Regions from separate parts of the Triticum aestivum genome. Here region 1 is linked to region 2. The links are chromatin contacts, called in public Hi-C maps. All regions are on one chromosome and are shown on one strand. Each heading gives the region's core, a stretch centred on a gene start, on an enhancer-like site or on the middle of the called end of the contact. The rest is flanking DNA. Distances are from core to core; before and after follow the strand shown.

The links. Hi-C and Micro-C count contacts between places; a contact is called where the count stands out from the background.
Region 1: a Hi-C map of leaf shows a contact between it and region 2, with 4 times the contacts expected there. The contact joins the promoter of LOC123120897 here to the promoter of LOC123120888 in region 2. A contact is called at or near these places in 3 of 5 Hi-C or Micro-C datasets (all in leaf).

The regions. Positions count from the first base shown.
Region 1 is chr5D:276,325,827-276,330,643 of IWGSC CS RefSeq v2.1, forward strand. LOC123120897 (serine/threonine-protein kinase D6PK) reads right to left here and starts at 1,479. Exons shown (of 3, transcript XM_044540868.1): 1 at 1,266-1,479; 2 at 111-1,072. The coding sequence starts at 964.
Region 2 is chr5D:275,920,442-275,925,664 of IWGSC CS RefSeq v2.1, forward strand. It overlaps LOC123120888 (phosphatidylinositol/phosphatidylcholine transfer protein SFH9), which reads right to left and starts at 2,089. Exons shown (of 11, transcript XM_044540864.1): 1 at 1,795-2,089; 2 at 1,627-1,655; 3 at 1-41. The coding sequence starts at 1,849.

The DNA.
Region 1 (4,817 bases), core at 229-2,728, 400 kb after region 2:
GGATGATTTATAAGAACAGAAAAGGATTGGTCGATCATGAGTGTGATAACATTTGCATATCTATCAGTAAAATAAATAAATAAATAGACAAAGAGAAAGAAGACTCTTACTTGGCAGCTTGTTCGGGGAAATACTTCCCAGGCTGCTTCTGCCTTAGGGTATGCAGGTCTCCTCCAGGGCAAAACTCCATCACCAAGCATGAGAATTTATCAGTCTCAAAGTGGGTGTACAAAGTCGGAAGAAAAGGATGGTCTAAGCACTGCAATATCTCCCTTTCAGTCTGGGCCCTGAGAAGCTTTTTGCGGCCAGCTAGAGATGCCTTGTCCATGATCTTCATAGCAAAGTAGCATTTCGTGCCACTAAGCTCTGATAAGTAAACACTGCCAATGTCACCACAGCCAAGCCTCTTAAGCAGCCTGAAGTGACTCAATCCTAGCGAACCTTCTTTGGTCCGGATCACCTGAATCGCCTCCCACCTTGAATCATTGGACTTGTGAGGCTTGCTAGCGCTGCTGCATATACTGCTACAGGTGCTATCATCACTGACATCACTGCCAGCGCTGGCCCGGTAAACGCTGCTCTTCCCGCTCTGGACCAAATCGGCGTGGCCGCTGACCTTGGTGCTGCCGCTCGCCTTTGTCAGGCTGCTTGCTCCGTCGCTGAACTTGGCAGAAACCGAGCTATCCTTGACGCTCCCACGCAGGGAGCTCTTCTCGGGGTCTTCATCTTCGTCCAGTTTCACAGAGCCATCAACAGAACTGCAGTCTTTATCTTGTTCTTTCACTCCGCTGGACGTAGCCACATCACCAGGCGGGACTGCTCTCGGTGAGGCAGGCCCCGATTTGCTTGCTCCCCCGATTTGCTCCTCAGACTGCCTCCGAGAAGGCGCGGCCTCAGAGGACTCGGTGGCGCTTTTACTGCATTGCTTGTCATCGACTATCTCAGCAACGGCCTTGGACGCCATCGCAACAGGGAGTCAACCAAGAAGCCCCTAACGGCGCCGCCATGACCCTCCTCCCATCGCCACCACGGTCGACCGATCAATCAGCGGCCGGAGCGGTGAAATCGAGACCTATCACAAGGGTTCGCCCCGAATTAGATTCAGCGAAAGCGATGCGAGTCAGCCGTCTAGCGGAACCGACGAATCGGGAACCAATAATTGCCGAATTATTAGCCGGATGGATCTGGCTGAGATTGAGAGGATCCCCTCCTCGCGGGGGGGAGTCAGGCGGGGGGTGGGAGTGGGGAGGGTAGAGTCTGCTTACTGGTCAGCCGTCGCGCCGTGGGAGCTCGCCGCCAGCGGGGCTGGGGAGGGGATCGAGGGGGGGCGCTTCCTTCGGCTTCGGGGGAGGTGGCTGGCAGCGGAGGGGGGAGGACGAAATGAAAATCAATGAGAGAAACCTAATAAGGAGAAAAAACGAAATGAAGAAGAGAATCGGAAAGAAAATGGAATGAGGGAACGGATTGAGTGTGTGCCTGGCCCACTTGCCGGGCTTGAGTGAAAGTGGCAGAGCTTTCCCTTCCGTTTACTGGATCCTGACACTTTTACACTTCCCTGCCTCGTAAATATTTTTTCACTCTTTCGAAGATGCTCATGAGACACACGTACACTCACCCACTATAAAAACACATCTGCACATTATATCTTCCGTAAGCACCTCTAAGATACTGAGCCGTCACATGATGTTAAAATTAACAAAGTCATCGTGTAGCCGACGAAAATGTCTCCTTCCACCGAACGAATATTGTCGGTGAAACAGCATTTTCCTCCCTGACAACTCAATTGACGGTCTAATCGTATGCTTGAGCAATACATGTAAATTGAAAAGTGGCATAAAACAGTTACATACCCCTCTAAAAGGAAAAGAGCAAAGACAGTGTTCCCGTAATTTCGTTTCACCGAGACAACACCAACATTAGAACGAGTGGAGCAATCAGCACCACCACAAAGAGCCCCCCTCCCCAATCGAATATCACTCCAAGACGATGCCTTCAAGAGGGGAGCGCGACATTGAGTGTCATCCTAAAAGACTTGAATTGAGGGTTTGCTCTGGAGCAAAATGGGAGGGACCACGAAAATAGACCTCCAGGATGCATTTAGGAAAGCAGCGGCACCCAAGGGCATCACCGTCATTGACATCGACCAAAGTCGAGTCAGACTTCAGCTGACAGCCTCAACATCCCACACCTGAGACCGGCTGGTACACCTAGAGGACCTCCGCCATTGACCACCTGTCATGTACAGACCTACCCAGCCCACCACGCCAGATCTACACAAGAGCCACACTAGTTCGACCACCGCCAACCCAGGCCAGATAAGCCACCTGATATAGGGCCAAGCCAGAGCACGAGGAGGGGCGAAGGGCAGTAACAAACACTCCCAAGGAGTCGTGTCGCGCAGCCTCGCACAAATCCGGCGCCGTCGAGGGCCGAAGCCGCACCAAACAGAAGAGTGAGAGCAAGGTGACCGCATGACAACACCCACGGTGCAAGGCGCGTCGGCGTTGCCGACGAATTCTGCGCCGCCAAGTAGCACATCTCAGGAAGGTGACCAAGACGAGGGCTCGAGCCGTTCAAATCTTCAGGAAAAGACTTGATGGGCACCGCCACCGCCCTCCTCTGTACGAGAGTTGCTCGGCTATGTCACTCGACGGTAACGAGGAAGGAGGGACAGTGTGGCTGGCGGTTTGCTGCCAGAGCCGCCGTGGAGGCGGCGCAAGAGTTGAAGTGGGGAGCATGGAGGAGTTGTACATGTAAGGATATGATCTATACATGTCTTTTTCGATTCCAAGATTCTAGCGGTGGAGACGGCGCGAGAGTTGAAGTGGGGAGCATGGAGGAGTTGTACATGTAAGGATATGATCTATACATATCTATACATGTCTTTTTCGATTTCAAGATTCTAGCACGGGAGGGGTGGCTCAATCTCACTATAGACTATAGTAATAATTATGTTAGATTATGTACTAGTATTAGAAGTTACTCGAAGTTCTATTTTTCTTGTGGGGGTAAAGTTACTCGAAGCTACAAACATAAATACTTAACATCGTTTTATCCGATGAAGATATCAAAGTAGTTAGCTAGGAAACATCCACGGCCGAGAAAGATGGGTGATAAAACATATTGTTACTCAAATAGTATATTTATTAAATTATTATTTTGTCACTGGTGCAGCAACAGCGCATCACAATCAACCATGACTTGCAACTTACAAGGTCACAAGTTGCATGCTTAGACTCCCGAATTATTTGTGCCAGCATTCATTCAGCAGTGTTTGCTGCATGCCCAAGCAGCCGCCCTCTTTGATTGACGGCCATCCATTCACACGTTGAAAGCAATGTATATCCTACTCCCTGTGCACTCGAAAGTGAGCATTGGCAAGCCCCCTGAAGAACAAATCTTACACGGTTGTTGAGTTCTTTATATTGGATATGAATTCCCTGTTAGTGCTCATGGACAAATGCAATGGATGCAAGGTGTACCATTTATTAGGATCACCCTTGCACATCCAAATATCTCAACTGTCAAATCAGCATCCAAAATGTTCAACGAAAAATAACATCGGTTACGGACTTATGATGAGTGGACTTGCTTGTAAATCAAACCTCGGATTTGATATTTTGTGTCTTACTAAAGGCCTGTTTGGACTCCCTCCTGCTCTCCAACTCCGCTCCGGAGCGGAGCAACATGCAGTGTTAATTTGAGGAGCTGCTAATATGGTGCTCCATCCGCTCCGCTCCCGAGTGGAGGAGTGGAGGGCTACCGAACACAACCTAAGTGGGGGATTACGTTCCAATCGATAACGAGTTGTACGTGATGATTTTGTCGATCTTGAAATTTGGTGACTCTGGTATTCTCACTCGGTACACTTACTGTCCCTTTCGATGCTTTTAGAAAAGAGAAGTCCAGTGTTCAACATAGCAACACATAAGATCAGGTGACGCTGGGAAGAAAGCGTTACACCATGATGAGATCCAAACCCGTGGATTTTACAAGGAATGCAATGCGGGGAAGATCTGTAACAACTCCCAGTTGAAAAGTGGGCTCTTTTGGTCTTCCTATGATGAATTTTACAATCAAGCCAACTTGACCTTCAATTCTGCTTGGTCTCACACTCATTCACAATCGACGTCATGTAACGCAATTAATTTTTACATCAGGAAATGACATGTTTTACATTCAACCATGCTAGAGTTTGGAAATTACCCAACAAAAGCTCATTTGTTTTGCTGACTTCAGTTTAGAAGCTATTACGTTCAGTTTTGGCTTTAGCTCATTGGTTTCAGTGACTTTAGGTTCATGTAGAGTAATTAAATTTTACATCAGGAAATGACCGAGCATGTTGTATGCCCAAAGTTGGAAATTACCAAACAGAAGATCATTGGTTTTGGCGGCTACGGGTTAGGACATAGGAGCATTCTAGTTCTAGCTAAACACAAATTGCCTGATTTTTAAATGAGTAAATTTGATTCATGGGAGGAGGCCTCGGCCAGGAACAAGACATAGCCAGCAAAGGCGAGTTAGATCGCCGGGAAAATCTGATGCTGCCCCGAGGGTGGGAGAGCAGGTGGCGGCAGAACTTATTTCAACCATTTCATAGACGTTTTATATATATTACTACTGGGAGTAGGAGACTGTCTAATTCCTAGATGTTTTTTAAGAATGTCACATCTAAGCTCCCACAAATATATAATGCAGCAACAAGAAAAAAAAACTAGGACAGAAAAAGTAGACCACAAACAGACCCATGCTTATGCTTATTGGGTATTTTGGTTTGAGCTAAACTTGGATATGGAAGTCTTCTTTCGTTTAGGGTG
Region 2 (5,223 bases), core at 839-3,338:
AAGCGCAGCAGAGTCCCTCTTGGATATCCTTGGTGCACATTCTGTACACATAACAGTAATTAAGCACTATTTGTTAACCCCTGCCAAGAGCTTTAATCTCAAGCAACAGTGCCAGAAACTAACTGGTCGGCAACGCGACACTATACGGTATAAAAATCATGAAAAAGGCGCTACTGATATCGTGATTCCACCGCGCAGAAGAGATAAGAAAGAAAAGGAACTGTTGTTTCTCGGTGGAGCTATCGAATTGCGATGCATCATCAGTGCTTGCGCGGTGCGCATCCAAACGGTTCCACCCGAGAGGTCCACGAAGGCGAGCATGCTCGTCAGGACAAGGACTCGTCATGGACCGAGTAAAGGTCCAAATCGCCGATTCAGACCTCTCCCCTAGAACAGTCAGTCAAGACCACACAAGAACACATAAAAACAAGGTGCGTCAAGATCAAACGACGGCAACTTCTCCGGCCATTAACTCGCGCTCGCCGAGCTCCACACGCTGCCTGGACAGGTGGCCCAAGTTCAGCTTAGTTTAGTCCTCGCGTGTGGAGTGGTACACGGCGCAGACTGCAGAGCCTAGCTCTCTCCTACCGGTGTGATCATGGGCTCATGGCGTGCTTGACCTTACAAGGTCTTTGTCACTCTAGAAGCGTGCTTGGAAGCAACACTCGAGCAAGCCGGCACGCACGACTTGAATACGAAGAAAAACAGAGCGTTGGAGCTCCAAATAACGAACATGGGAGGCGCCGCGCCGACAAAACAGTTGTGGCTGATGTACCAAAGTTGCTTTTTTCTTTCTTTCTTTCTTTCTTCTTCTTCTTCCCAACCACGGCATGAGTGCCGAAATTGCAATTAGGACCTGACCAAAGTACTAGTGCTTTTCTAGATCAAAGAAAGTGCTAGCGCCTCCAACATCTAATGAGAAGGAAAAAAAATCTCTCTATGCCGCTGACGCGAATAAAAAATAAAATAGGAAGTGATCGGGCATAGCCGAAAGCATAGTTTAGCTACGGATCTCTATCGAGGTGACGAAGGGCACACAAACGTCAGCTGTATGGGTGGGGGAAAAGGAAAGTGTCATTCCTAAAAACACCGAAGTGATAATAACAAGAGGCTTTGAAGCAAGAAACAGATATAAAACAACAATTAAGCTCAAAATCACAAAGTAAAAGATCCAGAACGTTTCATCATCTGCTAACAAGTAGTGGGACAAGATGTTTTTTTACAAACGGGAGCAAGGAATGAGCTAAGAGAAAGTCACATGGCAAAGAAAATCTCGGATTTGATCAAAATTTGAGCCAAGAACAAGGCTAATTGAGACCTCAGCTGAGCTCGGGAGAAGAAGAAAACTTCCAAGATCCAAACATTATCAAGCTACGAAGCCAGAGAAGTACGGCGAATCTGCCTAACCACGAACCGAGCAAAATAAAAGGCTTGAGCAACCCCAAAATCCACCAGAAATGGAAACCAGCACACGGAAACAGAGGCAAAATCTAGACGCAATTCAGCTGCGGCCGGCGCATGTCCAACGATGACAGCACCAAAACAAGAAATTATGCACAGGAATGCACAGGACAGCAGCGAGAGAACAGAGATCCAGTAAGGGCGGAAGGCGGAGCAGATCGGCACCTGGAATGTGGTCTTGAGGGGCTCCTCCACTGCAGGAAGCAAGAAAGAAAGCAAGGGCGCATCTCAGCGAAACAGGAATAGCCGGGAGAGAGGGAGGAGAAAGGTGTGCTTTCATTCCATTCCCTTCTCTGAAACGAATAATGGAAAGAAGAGCAAGAGGTAACTCACACTGCTCCATGAGCACGGAGAACTGCTTGATGGCCTCCTCCGAGGCGGCCGCCATTGCCGGCGACGGTCGTCGCGAGGGGAGGAGGGGGAGACTTGCGGGGCTCTGGAGCTGGGGAGAGGTCAAACCTCAAACGGGGAGAAAGCAGAGTGTCTTGTTTGCCTTTTGAGCTCCCCCTACCGCCTGCCCTCGCTGGTCCGAGGTGACGCTGTTGTGCTCTGCTCCCGCACGGTGCGTATGTGTGTACGTGTGGGGGGTGAGGGGGAGGGGAGGAGGAGGAAGGCGCTGCTTAAGAAGAAGGAAAGGGACAGCAAAAGCCCGTTTTATTTTCGTTCTCTCGTTTGTTTATTCGGGGTTTTAACTTGGTTTAGGTTTCGTTTGGTGCTTTTGTGTAAAAGCTGCTGGCAACCACTGTTACTGCCACGGGGTCTCGTTACTTATTAGGCTGGTGCTTTTCTGCTAGTACCAGCTGCACTGCTGTCTAACCCTGCCAGGCGGAGTATAAACACGTGGAGCTCACTGTTCCACTGTTAGGCCGAAAGCTGCACACTCCTTCGTCACAAGAATTTTGGGACCAAGGTACTCCCTCCTTTCCGAAATATAAGGCACGTGTTGACTTTTCTGATTTTCGTCACATAATTTTGATTATATTTTTCACTTAGTGTATGTCTATAAAATTGTTATAAAGACAAATGGAATAAAATTGTTTTACAAAGACAAATACAATGATACTCCCTCCGTAAAAATATAAGAGCGTTTAGATTACTATTTTAGTTATCTAAACACTCTTATATTAATTTACAGAGGGAGTACTATTGATACATGTTCGATTCAAATATTTTGATATGTATTAATAGTCAAAATGCATCAAAGACCATGCAAAGTATAAGGCATGGTCTATGTTGGCCCATTTATAAAAGGGTTGCACGGTGTCGGCTGGAAGGCCTGGGCTCAGAAGAGATCAGCATGGCACGTGACTTAAAAAGGTCGGCCCGACATGACATGGTTGTGGGCTGGCCCGCGTTAGAAGTTGCAAATAGTACATGCTAAAAAGGCCAAAATAGCTCTAACAAGACGAAAATATTACTAAAAGGGCCCAAATATTTAGATTAAAAGGTCAAAACAACCCTAAGAAGTCATAACAGTACTAAAAGGATAAGGCTTGGCTTTGGGGATCAACATTGATCCATGGCCGGTGGCCGAAGGCCGGCCCAACCCTTTTATTCGCATCATGTGCCGGGACAAAAAACCCTGCCCGGGGCCAGCCTTACAAGTGCGACCCATATTGCCAGGTTTGTTTCGAGATATATTCACCTTCGTTGCAAAAAATGAAATTTTCTACATACACTTTGTTCGTGTATTTGGAATACTAGTAAGGTAGTACTTGCATGACAAAATTAAAATTCAACGAAACTCTGTAATAATGATCATAGGAGCACGGACTACGGAGAAACAACTCTACCAGATTTTCCATCTGAACACTAACGTCAAATTGCAGGAAGTTTCATACCCCCCCTTCAAAATATTGAGTACACTCCAAAACTTTCGGTACTTGGCTGGAAGTTTCTCACCACCCACCTCCTTCGTACCCCGCTTCCTTTGTCAACGACTCACCATCAAAATATCTTTCTATTGTTCCTTCCCTATCGCCGAGCTCAATCGACGTTGTCAGACACTCCAGAGCTCAACCTCCACCTACCAACCACGTATGTGGCCGGGGACATTGGGTGAGTGGTGACCCACAAGTATAGGGGATCAATCATAGTCTTTTCTATAAGTAAGAGTGTCGGGCCCAACAAGGAGCAGAAGGAAATGGCAAGCGGTTTTCAGCAAGGTATTTTCTGCAAGAACTGAAATTACGGATAACAGATAGTTTAATAGCAGGGTAATTTGTAACGAGCAACAAATAGCAATAGTAACAAAGGTGCAGCAAGGTAGCCCAATCCTTTTTATAGCAAAGGACAGGCCAGAACTTTCTCTTATAGCAAGCAAAGCGTTCTTGAGGACACATGGGAATTCATCTAGTCACTTTCATCATGTTTATTTGATTCGTGTTCGTTACTTTGATAATTTGATATGTGGATGGACCGGTGCTTGCGTGTTGTTCTGACTTGAACAAGCCTCCACTTATGATTACCCCCTCTTACAAGAATCCGCACCTACGAAAGAAGAATTAAGATAAATCTAACCATAACATGAAACGTATGGATCCAAATGAGCCCCTTACGGAATAATGCATAAACTAGGGTTTAAGCTTCTGTCACTCTAGCAACATGTCGTGGAATTGTCATGGCAGATGTCCTAGTGTGAGGACTTAGTCGTGGAGCCATCGCAACGAGATTAGCTTAAAGGGGTTAATCAGGACAAAGGACACGAGGAGTTTATACTGGTTCGGCCCCTTCGGTGAAGGTAAAGGCCTAATCTAGTTTGATGTGGTATTACTAGGGTTTCGATGACCAGGGAGCGAAGACGCTTAACCTGGCTCTCGATCTGTTGTCTCTTGTCCTAAGCCGCCGCCGGGTCGTCCCCTTATATACACGGGTTGACGCCCTGCGGCCTACAAAGTCCCGGCCGGCTCATACAACGTGTCCGGCTCGGTGACCTTTCTTACATGCCTTACAATACAAGTCCACATATTCATGGCAGTTTATATTCGTGGGCCTTGAGCCGCCTTCGGGTCTAGGCCATCTACTAAGCCTACCTATAAACCGCCAATAGTATTATACTCTTGGGCTTCATTGAGATGAACCGTCACAGGGATGACCCAGCCCCTCCTGGGCGGGTCATACCTGATAGTCATATCCCCAACATTAGGCCCCAGGTTGACTTGAACTTGTTCATGTCAATCTTTAATACTTAGAAAAATCCTTCCTCCTCTTATTGTGAAATATCGCAACCCGCCATGACGTCATCTCCAAAATTTGTGATAACCCGCCATGACGTCACCTGCCATTAATGCTTCACAGAACCCAAATCTTTAATAAATCTTCTTCTTTACTGTTCCTCCGAAAATCGAGGCGTCCGCGCCGTCGCTTATCCATTTCCGCCACCTCGATTCTCACGCCTGTCGCTTGTTCTTCCAGTCTTATAAATAAGACCTTGGACTCTCCTCTCGTTCTCCCCCTTTCCTTCTCACTTTCTTCTTCCTCCTCGCGACGCACCAACCCGCACGAGCTCCGCTGCCTTCGACCTTCGTCTCCGACCTCAACTCTGGCCGTTGCATCACCCTGAACGGACCAGAGAACCGCGGCGCCTCTCCACCATCTCATCGGCATCGGTAAGCCCTCCTTTCTTTTGCCCTATATCTGGCATTAGGGTCTCAGTGTTCTTCAGTGTTCGTCGGTGCTTGTCAATGTTCGTCGCCGCCCTTCTTTATCCTTATTTATATCCATGGATTAGATCCAAAAACCACACAAATCTCGCGCGATAGT